Linked DNA regions of Sus scrofa: region 2 is linked to region 1. A link is a contact called in public HiChIP or PLAC-seq data. All regions are on one chromosome and are shown on one strand. The core of a region is the stretch at or near the end of the contact, and the rest is flanking DNA. Distances in the headings are between cores, read along the strand shown.

What was found. HiChIP or PLAC-seq counts read pairs in DNA pulled down with a chosen protein or histone mark.
Region 2: a contact with region 1 is called in an H3K27ac HiChIP or PLAC-seq map of alveolar macrophages. The contact joins two enhancer-like sites. A contact is called at or near these places in 2 of 47 Hi-C or Micro-C datasets (mesenteric adipose tissue and skeletal muscle) and 1 of 2 datasets of contacts at active chromatin or transcription factors (alveolar macrophages).

The regions. Positions count from the first base shown.
Region 1 is chr5:60,668,827-60,672,673 of Sscrofa11.1, reverse strand. ETV6 (transcription factor ETV6) reads left to right here. Exons shown (of 8, transcript XM_005652587.3): 2 at 3,812-3,847. Among named protein-coding and RNA genes, the nearest start is that of ETV6, 110 kb to the left of the region's middle. Within about 2 kb of position 1,588, at least 6 of the 83 cell types and tissues checked have an H3K27ac peak or open chromatin away from gene starts, as enhancers often do. A contact at or near this core is called in alveolar macrophages, where this site is marked.
Region 2 is chr5:60,737,410-60,741,256 of Sscrofa11.1, reverse strand. The region is part of intron 1 of ETV6 (transcription factor ETV6); the gene reads left to right. Among named protein-coding and RNA genes, the nearest start is that of ETV6, 37 kb to the left of the region's middle. Within about 2 kb of position 2,211, at least 15 of the 83 cell types and tissues checked have an H3K27ac peak or open chromatin away from gene starts, as enhancers often do. A contact at or near this core is called in alveolar macrophages, where this site is marked.

The DNA.
Region 1 (3,847 bases), core at 339-2,838:
CACCTGCAAGATATGGCAGTTTCCAAGCTAGGGGTCCAGCCAGAGCCACAGCTGCAGCAACGTGGGATCTGAGCCACGTCTGCGACCTATACCACAGCTCATGGCAATGCTGGATCCTTAACCCACTGAGCGAGGCCAGGGATTCAATCCATGTCCTCGTGGATACTGGTCGGGTTCATTATTGCTGAGCCATAATGTGAACTCCCAAAGATGACGCTATTTATTTCATGTTTCTAATGGCTGACAGTCTGGGGATTGTGCCACAGTGGATATTAGGTGCATGGTTACAGCAGTAGATTTAAGAATGAGGACCAGGAGTTCCCATTGTGGCTTAGCAGTCATGGACCCGACTAATATCCATGAGGACTCGGGTTCGATCCTTGCCTGACTCTGTGGGTTAAAGATCTAGCATGCGTGAGCTATGGTGTAGGTTGCAGATGCGGCTTGGATCCACGTGGCTGTGGCTGTGTAGCTCCTCCCATTCAACCCCTAACCTGGGAACCTCCATGTGCCGCAGATGCAGCCAAAAAAAAAAAAAAAAAAAAAGAATGAGAACCATGTCAGTCACCCCAGAGAGGAACAAAAAGAGAGATAAAGGAGATGCGTCTGTGGTGTGGGGTCCCCAGGTGTGAGTTTGGTTCTCCTTGGACAGGAGCCCACACTGGGCAGCATCCTTTCTGGGGTCCCCTTTCCCGCTGCTGGCCACAAACCCAGGGTCACTGTAGGTGTGTGGCCACTAGCATATTGTTTGAGGGCCCAAAAGCACATTTTGCTTTTTCCCCCTTTAGTCAAAGTACCTACCGTTTCTTTTGTTTCGCACAAATCTCGTCCTTGAAACTTTTTTTTTAATTACTCAATGAATTTATCACATCTGTAGTTATATCATGATCATCACAATTTCACAGGATTTCCATCCCAGAGCCCAAGCACATCCCGCACCCCCCAAAACTGTCTCCTCCGGAGACCATAAGTTTTTCAAAGTCTGTGAGTCAGCCTCTGTTCTGCAAAGAAGTTCAGTCTGTCCTTTTTTTCAGATTCCACATGTCAGCGAACCTTTTGAAAAGAGCCTCCATCCCAGGCTTAAGGTGTTGCTCTATTGCTGAGTGAAAACCATCACCAAGAGTACACGGCCCTCGAGGTCCACAATCCCTTAGTCTCGGGCCTTCTTTTTAGGGGTGTCATCATGACATAGTGTGGCGGTTTTCATCTCGAATTGTTTGGGCACGAGGGGTCCGGCCGTGCCGTGTGGACTCAGGTGGCAATAAGGACAGGGGACCAGGCACAAATGGAAACACACAGGGGGCTGCTCCAAAGAAAGGACAACAAAAAGAAGGCCCAACACGATAATGTAGCAAGTCAGAGTGTATACATTTTCAAGGTGACACCTCCCTCGACCCTTTTCTCAGCAGGCTTCGCGATCGACTTCCCAAGAAACAAAGTCAAATCTGCTGTGAGGGCTGGGTTCCTCCCACCTCGATGGAGCCGGTGAGGGTGAGGAGCTGGGCTTGAGGTGGCCTCTCTCACGCGTCCGGACCAGTTACAGGATCTTGTCAGTTTCTCCTGGCTTTAAGAGAAAGTCACTGTCTTACGAAATGCCACCTTCTTTTTTTCTCGCGCTCGCGCCATGCCATTTGAAAGCTCTGGCTGCACGATGTTTTCTTCATCAACAGTTTCACTTCTGCAAAAACCCCAACAAAACAGAAAGCTATTTCTGGGAATAAAGTTAACGGTAGATAAGATAGCTAGACGTATATTGGTGGGGAGTTAGTTGAGGGTTGAAGCCTATGGAGAATTTTTTACACTAGAAAAACAGACTATGTTTAACTGTTTAAAAAAAAAAAAAGCCTATCTCACCTTGAAAACCCCCAAACATATTTTGTATGTTTCCCATATGTGTGTTTGTCTTTGCCTTTTTCACCTCAAAACCCCCAAACCAAACACCAAAAATATAACTCATCCTTAAGTTAGAGTTGCCCCAAATATGTGTGATGTTTGGTGAAGTTCACAAAAGGTGAAGTGGAAGGTGTTGCCTCTGGGCTACCTTTCATAGGACACCTTGATTGATCCAGAGGTGAAATTTAAATCGAGGGTGTCTGCCCTTCAGTAAGAAATTCACTAGGAGGGAGTTCCTGTGGTGGCGCAGTGGAAATGAATCTGACTAGAACCATGAGGTTGCAGGTTCGATCCCTGGCCTCGCTGCTCAATGGGTTAAGGATCCAGTGTTGCCATGAGCTGTGGTGTAGGTCGCAGATACAGCTCGGATCTGGCATTGCTGTGGCTCTGGCGTAGGCTGGCAGCTGCAGCTCCGATTTGACCCCTAGCTTGGGAACCTCCATATGCTGCAGGTAAAAGCATAAAACAACAACAACAACAAAAAAAAAATTCACTAGGAAACTTTAAGAAGTGCGTTTAAACAGAAGTGTTTCAAATGCCCTAGTTGCCAGTAGAGGATGCCTCAGGAACGGTATAGTGATTCCATTCGGAAATTACAAAAAAAGTATGTATATATTCATTTAAAATTGAAACTTCCTACCACAACCACCAAACTTTCCAGGTTATAAGCAGAAGAGAAGCTTCATTTTGGTCCAGGGCTGGGGGACTCCCCTGCTTCCCTTTGCACAGTTGATAGAGTCTAAAATGTTAGAGAACTCTTTCCAAAACGTAAACACCCCCTTCGCTTTATTTTAATCTGTTTTTTTTTTTTTTCTTCTGCTCTTGATTTTTGTTTTCACAATGGCAACTTACGGATCTCCTACCACCACCCACCACCCCACCACCACCTTATTTTTGGACCGTGTGTGTCCCACTTTACTTTGCCCAGTTAAACCACAGAAACGAACGGAAGTTATGTTTCTGTGTGGACTGCAAGTCAAACCAGTTGGTATGTCGAGCTGCGATGTAAATTGCCCTCCTCTTCCAGCTGAACACAATGGTTGGTTTCTTGCCATCATTTGCCACATTTTAACTGAAAACGAATAATAATCCTCCCATCTCATCCACTTGATTTAATTGCTCTAACAAACGCTGTGTGCTTGAATTTAAACAGAGGTGGTGTCAAGTCTTCTTGTCCCCCTTTCCTTTGTCGGTTGAGTAAAGATCTTCAATTAAACAGTACTTCCTTAAATGAGGATTATTCTGTGAGTGGGCCCTGAAATGCTTCAGAAGGAAAGGAAATAGTCATTCTAAGATAGAGAAATGGGGGAGACAAGGAAATGCCTGTTGATGTGGCAGATAACTCCCTGCTGGGAAGGGGAAAAAAATGAAACGCTGGAGGTGTTTGGTAGTGGTGGTTGTGTAAAGAGACACAGTAGGTGAGAGAAAAATCTTGCTTGTGGATTTAACTAAATCTAGAACTTAGAAGCCATCATTTGGGCTCACCTCTGACTGGATCTGAGTATGGACTCCTACGTTGATTGGAAGCTTGGGGATATTGCCAGAGAAGAGGAAACATGGTTTTAGTGTAAAAATTTAGAGGAATTTTTGAGAGAGGAGCTCTTTAAAGCCACGCTTTTGGACGTATAGTTTCATTCCCTTGGTCTTGCCTCTTTTACTGGAACAAACCACTCGTACAGAGAGGGGAAAAAATGGACACCTCTTGACCCGAGGGCAGAGGACAAGCCCCATTTTAAACCTTGCCAGCGTTTCGTGATCAATTCCCAGTGCTGGCGATGGGAAACACAGCTGTCTAGGGAGGCGGCCAGCGCCCCCGCCCCGCGGCCCTCCTGCCCCTTGCGCGGATGTCACATCTCCGTTCCAGGCTTTCATTGTCTTTCCCCCCCTCCCTTCTCGCTGCCCTTCTTTTTAACAGCAGGAACGAATTTCATATACGCCCCCCGAGAGCCCGGTG
Region 2 (3,847 bases), core at 962-3,461, 68 kb before region 1:
TACTTTTTTTTTTTTTCTTGAGGTTACTGGTTTTCTTGTGGGATTCTATATCACAGAATGTACTTCGCAAAGCTGCCTCCCAAACGTCTGTGCTTCGTTCCTCTTTTGGAAGAGGCATTTCATTAATTGCTGTGCAAACATGTGCCTAAAGAAAGCCTGACCTTCCTAAACACTGTGTTGCCAAATTAATTGATAATTAATTCCACGGATGCATATTGCCACATGCACAGAGGATAAGGATGCTCATTTGTCACAGACATTGACAGCTGAGTCAGAGTGCTTCAAGGGAGTTGCCCCTATGTTTTAGGACTAGCCTGACCAATTCATTTTATTTATTTTCTTTTTCATATTTGCCCAAGATGAATGTAACCATCATGTATATATCTAAAGTTCTTCCAGTAAGTACAAAATAATTGTAAATGATAAAATTTGTTTTTCTTTAGTGGTAGATAAATCAGTGCGTCATAAGTGGTTTCATGCTTTGACTCATTGCTAATTTGATAAACTAAATGAGCATCTAATTTTATTTGGCTTCAAAAAATTCTTTGTGGTTTTTTTTTTTCCCCCTTTGTTATTTTACTCAGGCTTTCTCCACCCCAAGGTCAAATGAGTATTCGGTTAAATATAGGGAAGACTACCTGTTTCATTTTTCCATTTAAGATTTTTATTAGAGAAATTGTCACACATATTCTGAAGTATAAAGGACAGTATAATGAGTTTTTTTTGTTTTGTTTTGTTTTGTTTTTTTTTTTCTTTTTTAGGGCTGTATCCATGGCATATGGAGATTGCCAGGCTAGAGGTCAAATCAGAGCTATAGCTACCGGCCTACACCACAGCCACAGCAACACGGGAGCCAAGCCACATGTGCGACCTACACCACAGCTCACAGCAACGCAGGATCCTTAACCCACTGAGTGAGGCCAGGGATCGAACCCGCAACCTTATGGTTCCTAGTCAGGTTTGTTTCCGCTGAGCCACAACAGGAACTCCAGTATAATGAATTATATCTGCGCATCACCAGGTTTCAGCACTGATCAATACATGACTAATCTCGTCAACTTATCTCCTACCAGACTCTTCTCACCTCTTTCCCTCCCTATTATTTTGAAGTACAAATTCTCCCATACTGCCATCTGTAAATACCGAAGTATGTATCTTTAAGTGACTTAAAAAAATGTCATTATCACACCTGCCAAAGCTAACGGCAATTCTTTCATGTTATCTAATTGATAGCTAGAGTTCAAATATGATACCCAGTATTTTAGACAGTGAGGATACAGCCTAGAAAAATAAGGCCTGGAAGTTGCCGTTGTAGCTCAGCCAGTTACTATCCATGAGAATGTGGGTTCGATCCCTGGCCTCGCTCAGTGGGTTAAGGATCTGGCATTATGTTGAGCTGTGGTGTAGGTCATAGACGTGGCTCAGATCTGACGTTGCTGTGGCTGGGGCGTAGGCCGGCAGCTGCAGCTCCAATTCAACCCCTAGCCTGGGGACTTTCATATGCTGGGGATGAAGCCCTAAAAAGAAAAAAAAGGAAAAAAGAAAAAGGGCCTAGAAGGTTTGAATACCTGGGAGTCAAGATTCTAGTGTGAGAAGATGGACATGAAATGGGTAAAATGAAAACAAGATATTTCTGCAAGTGCTGGGTGGGGGATGGGACAGAGAGTGGCTCAGGCGGAAGGGGGACTGCTCCAGGTGGGTGGTGGTGGCAATTGCGGGGTTCAGGGGGAGTGGGGTGGAGGCGTCCTGGGAACTGAGACCTATGGGGAACAGAAGCTAGGAACAGCTTTCAGGCAGAGGGTTTGCCAGTCAGTGCACTAGGAGTCTGTTGGGCCTGTGGCCTGTCATTCAACCACGTGGACTTTTTCACCATGAATGCTGGCTTTAGTCACTATCTTCTGTAATGTGTAACTTTTCAGTGCCTCACTTCCCGGCAAGGCAAATAGAAAGAACCATCCAGGCTACACTGGTAATGAACTTTGTGATAATTTTTGGCTGGTTTGTCAGTTATGCTTAATTGCCTCTGGACATTCTAAGAAAAAAAAGGAAACTGAAAATTCAGGCTACTGAAAGACCCTTTGAAAGATAGAAGCTCCTAAGGACATGGATCCTTATCTCTAATAATAGAGCTCTAATTTCTGCAGGGCAGGTTCCCTCTTGAGATTTTGGGCACTTCCTGATTCTGGGTAAAATAAAAGTGACAACTTTTTTTTTTTCTTGTGACTTTTTAATACTTCTCCTTCTTCTTTGGGTAAAAACCAGGAAGTGGGAAATGCATGTATAGAAACCGACAATACACACACACACACACACACACACACACACACACACACACACACACACACACACACACACACACACACACACACGTATTTTCATGTGCATGGGAATATATATGTAGTTACCAGGAGGGAAGGAATGCATAGAGAAATGGTTTTTGTCGAATTTGATTTAAATGTCATAGCAAGTTAGAGTACATTCTTGTCTTAATCGTTTCTGTAATAAAGATACAATGGGGTATTATGTTTATATGATTGAACAAAAGAGGATGATTCTAGCGTTTTTCTTCTCGGCTATTAAAAGAAGAGTTTGAAAGAAGCATTCTTTACATATACATACAAAGAGTTTGCCAGCCTTTCTTCAAACACAGCCAACCACAGTCAGACTAAACATTGGTAGACATTTCATTTAGTCCACAGAGGAGACATTTGTTGATTCACATAGTTTCTTTGCACAAGGAAAGCTTCAAGGTTAGTACTCATCACTGAATTTAACCCAAAGTAAAATTCCATTGTGTGGTAAAATAGCGTAAAATGTTACCTTCGATTGAACCTAGAAAATTCTATCACCTTCACTCCTGAGAAAGGTTCTGGTATTTTCGGTTTAACCGTCAGCTACATTAAAGTCTGGGGCTAGTTTTGCAGTGTATGGAATTATTACTCCTCCTCATGTATCTTCTTCATCTCCCAGACACCAGTTGGCCTTATGTTCCCCGGGGATGGTTCCATGTTCCTTTCCAGGAGGTAGGGTACAGGAGGTGGGTTAGAGAGTTTATGGTAGATTCCGTTTGTCTTTATTTACTCAGCCACTCTTCCAGGGCCTGGAGCTGTTACAGCAAAGCAGGAAATTATTGTTTACCTCTGTCAAGAATTCACCATTCTCTCTTCTGTGAACTCACATGCCCTTCGGAGACCGTTCTGCACACCTTGATTGTCCGGAGGGGCCTGGGTTCTCTTTGGAGTGGTACGGAGGTTGCATGACAACAGCTTAGCCTGCTGTGACTCTTGGTGCTCTGCAGTATCTGTTTTCTTAAAATTTAAGTTTGCTTGGCAATTTTTTTCTTCTACATAAGAAACTGGGTAGACACATCCCTGGGAGTTCGACATTCATTTAGTCAAGTTCACGGAGTACGAGAAATCAACAGATTAAGTGAGCTAATGCATGTGAAGGACTTGGCACAGTTACAGTCAAAGTAGGGCTTCGTGAGCATTGGTGTGTTATTGTTAAATAGCCATCATTTATTAGGTTCCTGCCTTTAAGACACGTTTGGAGTTCTCTTCTGGTACAGTTGGTTAAGGATCTGGTGTTGTCTGAGTTCCCATCGTGGCTCAGTGATGAACGAATCTGACTAGGAACCATGAGGTTGCGGGTTCAATCCCTGCCCTTGCTCAGTGGGTTAAGGATCCGGCGTTGCCCTGAGCTGTGGTGTAGGTTGCAGATGTGGCTCGGATCTGGCGTGGCTGTGGCTGTGGCTGTGGTGTAGGCCGGCGGCTATGGCTCTGATTAGACCCCCAGCATGGGAACCTCCATATGCCGCAGGTGCGGCCTCAGGAAAGGCAAAAAGACA